Linked DNA regions of Mus musculus: region 1 is linked to region 2. Evidence: chromatin contacts called from public Hi-C data. All regions are on one chromosome and are shown on one strand. The core of a region is the stretch at or near the end of the contact, and the rest is flanking DNA. Distances in the headings are between cores, read along the strand shown. Region 1 overlaps Kcnb1 (potassium voltage gated channel, Shab-related subfamily, member 1). Region 2 overlaps Ptgis (prostaglandin I2 (prostacyclin) synthase).

Region 1 (2,928 bases), core at 168-2,667, 79 kb before region 2:
ACAGACCCTAGGGCACCCCAGTAGTTGCAGGTTTCCAGCCTCCCTGACACCTTGGACCCCTTCAGCTCAGGGAGTGGGGGCGGCTTTCAGACAGCTGTCAGAATGGAGATCTGAGTGAAAGAGGAAAGGCCGGGGCAAGGCTTCCCTTTGAAGTGGAAGAGGCTGAAGCAGAGGCAGCAGCCACCAGCAGCCTCATTGAGAACGGAGGCATAAGAATGCTAATTAACACCCAGGTCCCCCCTGGAGGGCCATCCATGAATATTAATGACCCTAATCATCCAGCATTAGAACTAATGCCTTGTAAATTAAGGGCATTTTCTTGGGAGTAAATAGTCACATTAGTGGCAGGAAAAGGTGACAGCAGGTGACAGCTCCCCGAATCAGCAGGCTGGGTGGAGCCTGCCCAGGATAGAAGGCAAGAATCGTGGCCAGGGAAGGTCCAAGGTGCGGCTTAGCTGATGGATGCAGGAGAGGGGAGTGTTGGGTGTGTGGGTATTGGAACGGATGTCATAACATTTGAGGAGTTTGGGGGTGGGGGGGAGGAACGTGAACGTTTCTGTGGGAGGAGAGGCCACAGCAGGGACAGAGATGGGGGCAGCAGCGAGAGCTTGGGCGCTGCGGCTCAACCCATGGGGTCCTGCTTGGCGACAGGGTCTCATTCTGCAGTCAAAGCTAACCTCAAGCTTACTTACACTATAGCCCAGGCTGGCAGTGAACTTGTGGCAATCCTCCTGCCTCAGCCTCCCAAGAGCACTGAGTTCACATGTGTGCCACCATGCCTATCGTCATCATTTTATCTTTTCTGTGTGTGTGTGTCCTCAGTGTCCAACCTTTGAGTTTCCGGAGATTCTCCTACTTCTGCCTCCACACTGGAATGCTGGGACCATGCTACTGAGTCTGGCTTTAAGGTAGTTCTGCACATATGAACTCAAGACCTCAAGTTTGCACAAGTGCTCTACCCACTGCGCCATCTCCCCAGCTCCACCCACTGAGCCATCTCCCCAGTCCCAGATTTGTTTCCTCATGTGCTTGTTTATCTGAGATAAGGTCTCTCACTATGTAGTCCAGGATGGCCTCAGATCTCTATCCCCCTGCCTCAGCCTCCGAAGTGTTGGCAGACACCACCATGCCTGGCTCTGCCCATTGTCTCAATGGGACCTGGCTCTCCCTCCTCCCTTCCTTTTCTCCAGCCTCCTCCAAGGTGGACTTCAGCCCAGTGCATACAGAGCCCTAGGGCTCGCATGACTTCCTGTGAATTTATTTATTTTTATTTTACGTGCATTGGTGTTTTGCCTGCTTGTATGTCTGTGTGAGGGTGTCAGATACAGAAGTTACAGACAGTTGTGAGCTGTCACACAGACACCGGAAACTGGACCCGGGTCAGTGCTTTTAACCACTGAGCCATCTCTCCAGTCCCCCCACTTCCTAGTTTTAAAATGGTGTCATCTCCCACGTGGTTTGATCCTGACAGCTAAGCAGCCTCAGGCAGCAGGGCTGATCATTTTTTATGAAAGAAGACAAGAGTTCAGAGAGCTTACATAGTCACCTACTGCCTTTTGGCCAATCCCCTTCTTCCATCTTTCCCTTCTCTCTTTACCCACCAGAGAGCCTAAGCAATTAGCTTTGCCTACCATTCACAAGGAAGGAGTTTCATCTCCTGTAACGTGTGCTGACCAGGGGGACACATGCTAAGGACCCAAAGCAGGGAGCTCACACTCTCCCTTTCCAGGAGGCTCCAGGATCCTGGGCCATGGGCAGATTGTGGCCTTGCACCCCATTTAAATGAACTGCCTAGCCCCAGACCCCTTTGCCCTGGCTCTCCTGTGCTTCAAAAGGATTTCCACTCTTCATGGTGCTCTAGAACTGGCTCGATTAAATCAGACAGATCAAGACAGAGTTTCTGAATTCCCTCTGAAAGGGACCGAATATGAGAACTGACTGATGGGACCACCTGCTCCTTGTTAGCCAGGGCAGACATGATTGGCAGAGCTGACCGCACATATAGGCGGGTCCTTGATCAAGTCAAGGACTTCAAGCAAACAAAATGTGCAAAGCAAAGACTCAAATAAAATGTGGGGCTTTCCCCAGAGTGGGTCCTGTGTCAGCTCAAGGTGAGAGTGAGGGCACCCCTCCCCTCCCCCGTCTCTCTCTCCTTCCCTCCCTCTCTCTCTCCAATTTTAGCCAAAAAGAATGACTCCTACCTCCAATTTATGCCGGGCATAACACTGCACCCCCAATTTCAAAAAGCAGACCAAAGGTAAAAATAAAATAAACAAGACAATAAATTTAGCAGGCACTCGTGGGGTGCTGACGTCAGCACTGTGTGTGTGTGTGTGTGTGTGTGTGTGTGTGTGTGTCTTAGTCCTCTGATGCTCACTGCCACCTTCTGAGGACATTATCTTCATGGGGAAGATGGGGAAACTGAGACTGGAGCAACATCATTTGCCCCTGACCAATGATAAGGGAGTGGGCAGGGCTGGGACTCTGTGGGGCTGCAGTGGGGCCAGAATAGGGAAAGATGTAGGTGTGTCGAACCACCTGGATAACTCCAGTTTCCAGACAGGACCTGTGTTTCCTGAGACAGGACAGGGTGATCAGAGCATAAAGAAAATATGACTTGACCCTGGGCTTTCCCACCCCAGGTCTTTGATCCCCACCCTGAGGATTCTCACCCCAGGACCTTTGACCCCACCCTGGGCATTCTCACTCCAGGGCCTTTGACCCTCACCCTGGCTATTCCCACCCCAGGACTTTGAACCCCCTCCCTGGGCATTCCCACCCCATTTGCTTTTGCTTCTACTCAAATGGGAAGTTTAAACTTTTCTATTATATTTATTTATTGGGGCAGGGGGCACTGTGTGCCTTTGCATGTGTGGAGGTCAGAGGACACCTTGCAAGGGTCAGTTTGGGCTGTCCACCACGTGAGCT
Region 2 (2,893 bases), core at 296-2,795:
GGCTGAGCAAGCCAGGGGAAGCAAGTCAGTAAGTAACATCCCTCCGTGGCCTCTGCATCAGCTCCTGCTTCCTGACCTGCTTGAGTTCCAGTCCTGACTTCCTCTGGTGATGAACAGCAATGTGGAAGTGTAAGCTGAATAAACCTTTTCCTCCCCAACTTGCTTCTTGGTCATGATGCTTTGTGCAGGAATGGAAACCGTGACTAAGACAAGGACTCTCGCTTTGGAGGACACTCAGACACTCGACACCCTTTGACAGTTAACATCTGGTTTATAGCTCAAGTTGTGTGAAGTGAATTCGGGGTTCCACCTGAACCACCTCCCTCCTTTGAGCATCTCCCACAGTGTCCCCACCCACAGGGTAGCCCCCAGTTCCCTCAGCCATGACAAGATTGTGGGCTCACCTGAGCAGGGCGTTGTAGGAGAACTCAAGGAGACCTGTCTCCTGCCAGCCACTGCCTGCTTCTGTGGAGTCACCCAGCAGGACCGTGCGAAGGTTGGTATACATGGCTTCTGTGAGCGCCTGCAGGTCTCTGTGCATGAGCGTCCTGCGACCAGCCACAGAAGATAGGTATTTGCCACTTAATATACTCAAAAAAGATCGCATGCACGCCGAAGGAATAACAGTTACCACTGGGACAGTTTTATAGTGGAGAAACTCGCATACAAAGAGCAGTGTCAGGACAAGGCAACATAGGCAGGGAAGGGCACAGCTGAGGCTCCAATACTGGATGGCCTCACCCTACATCATGAGCTCCTGGCCAAGACAGTCTGTCCTTGCCTGGTGCGCAGACTTGGACAAGGAACCCACAGGCTTCTAGACAACTATGAAGTCAGCGCCTCCTCTGTGAAATCCAGCAGAGGGCTGGTAATACAATTCCAGATGGACAGGCATGGGACAAAGACTGGGCTGCTGACCCAGTCTCCCCATGTGGACCTGGGATGCATGGGGCCAGGGTGAGGGGGGTCCTGGACCGCCGTCATGCTGACCTAAGCCTGGTGAGCTGCTCAGAGCCAAGGGTCAGAGGTGGTCTGTCGACATGTAAGGCTCCATCGAAGCCACCAACAGCAGTGAGTTACTGGAGTGTCTAAGTGCCCGTGGAACCTAGTGTGGCAACACAAATCGGCAGGTGTGAGCCAGGCAGCGAGTCTAGTTGCAATGGTTTCTTAATCGTCTCTCCTAGACAGTGGCCTCAGGGCTGGGCAGGAGAGTTATACAGCAACTTGACCCAGGCTAAGTCATCGGAGAGGAGGGAACTGTGACTAAGAAAATGTCTCCATAAGATCCAGCTGTAAGCAAGCCTGTAGGGCAATTTTCTTAATTAGCGATTGATCGGGGAGGACACAGCGCATTGTGGGTGGTGCTACCCTGGGCTGATGGCCCTGGGTTCTATGAAAAAGCAGGCTGAGCAAGCCATAGGAAGCAAGCCAGAAAGCAGTATCCCTCCACGGCCTCTGCATCAGCTCCTGCCTCCAGGGTTCTGCCCTGTTTGAGGTCATGTCCTGACTTCCTTCAGTGACGAAGAGCAATGTGGAAGTATACGGCCAAACAAACACTTCCCTTCGAAACTTGCTTTCGGTCATGGTATTTTATTGCAGCAATAGTAACCATGACTATGACAGGGGCCAAGGACAGCAGGATGTGGGGTTGAAGCCCCTACCCAGGCCCGCCCACAGGCCCATCTCAGCACTCACGGCTTCATCCTGGCCTTCTCCTCACTGGGGTTGAAATTTGGAAGCTGCAGATCAAAAATCCTCTCCATGAGGAAGATGGCATAGGGATGGAAGTCCAGCCGTGTACGCAGCTCCCACACCACTGTGTCGTAAGAGTGTGGGTCCAGGAGAACAGTGACGTATCTGCCCCCCACCAGCACCTGTTGGAGGAGTGGGTGAATGGCAGCCCTCTGCATTCAGGATTCTGTCAGGAAGCATGGGCACAACAGGCACTGGCCAGCAGCAGACTGGCTCACCCCTCCCATCCTTTGAGCTAGGATCTGCCACTCACCCATCTACCACTGCAAAATTTAGGCTGGGACATGGACAACATGCCCCAAAACTCCTTGCTGAAACATATCAGAGCTAAGACTGGTCAAAACCTTCTAAAAGCAAAGGTTGTAGCCAGGCCTATAATCACAGAAAGCCTGAGGCAGAAGGATGCCGGGTTCGAGGGCTGACTGAATTACAGAGAGTTCAAGGCCAAGCCAGGTAAAAATAGTAATATCCTGTCTCCAGATAAGAAGGGAGAAGGGGGCTGGGGTACGAAAGTGAAAAATGATGTGGTCCTTGCCTAGCATGCATGATGTCCTGAGTTCGATCCCCTGTACCACAAGGAAAAGGATGAGCAGATGGACAGACATTGCTGGGTAAATGCCAGTAGACTGTAGGTGAGAGTGCGGCTGGAGTAGATGAAGGATGGGTGAGGAGGTGGACGGGTAAATGCCAGCACTGACCGTAAATGAGTTGGGTGCATGGATAAAGATGGAGGAAGAAGACATAAACTGAAGGAAAGATGGCTGGGTAGCTAGGTGGAAAATAGGTAGGCAAGAGGAAGGAAGGAAGGGAAGGGAGGTGTTAGGTGGAGAGTGTCAGGTGGGGAACAGAAGGACACATTGACAGATCTGTTAGATACGTGGCTGCAGGTTAAAATGTTGGGGACATGGGTGACAAGATGCTAAGTAGACCAAACAACAGCCTGAAGCGTGAACACTGGAGGCCCAGGAGCTGGAAGCACTCAAGAACAAGGTGTGATTGAACAGTCCTGAAGACATAGATGGGTGATGGATGAGAGAGTAGGTGAGTAGGGAGATGTATGGGTGGGTGCGTGGGTAGGTGTGTCTATGGGTTGATGGGTGGGTGCATGTGTGGGTGGGTAGGTGAATGTATGGATGGATAG

What was found. Hi-C and Micro-C count contacts between places; a contact is called where the count stands out from the background.
Region 1: a Hi-C map of bone marrow-derived macrophages shows a contact between it and region 2, with 48 read pairs. The contact joins two enhancer-like sites. A contact is called at or near these places in 3 of 39 promoter capture datasets (3T3-L1-derived adipocytes, cranial neural crest and trophoblast stem cells), 3 of 15 datasets of contacts at CTCF or cohesin (CD8 T cells, embryonic stem cells and large pre-B cells), 1 of 484 Hi-C or Micro-C datasets (bone marrow-derived macrophages), 3 of 115 datasets of contacts at active chromatin or transcription factors (embryonic stem cells and heart atrium) and 1 of 9 other capture datasets (embryonic stem cells).

Annotation. Positions count from the first base shown.
Region 1 is chr2:167,144,699-167,147,626 of GRCm38.p6, forward strand. All of the region lies in intron 1 of Kcnb1 (potassium voltage gated channel, Shab-related subfamily, member 1), which reads right to left. Among named protein-coding and RNA genes, the nearest start is that of Gm52568, 17 kb to the left of the region's middle. Within about 2 kb of position 1,418, at least 46 of the 459 cell types and tissues checked have an H3K27ac peak or open chromatin away from gene starts, as enhancers often do. A contact at or near this core is called in bone marrow-derived macrophages, where this site is marked.
Region 2 is chr2:167,223,581-167,226,473 of GRCm38.p6, forward strand. It overlaps Ptgis (prostaglandin I2 (prostacyclin) synthase), which reads right to left. Exons shown (of 10, transcript NM_008968.4): 3 at 1,696-1,874; 4 at 405-548. Among named protein-coding and RNA genes, the nearest start is that of Gm52569, 3.7 kb to the left of the region's middle. Within about 2 kb of position 1,546, at least 12 of the 459 cell types and tissues checked have an H3K27ac peak or open chromatin away from gene starts, as enhancers often do. A contact at or near this core is called in bone marrow-derived macrophages, where this site is marked.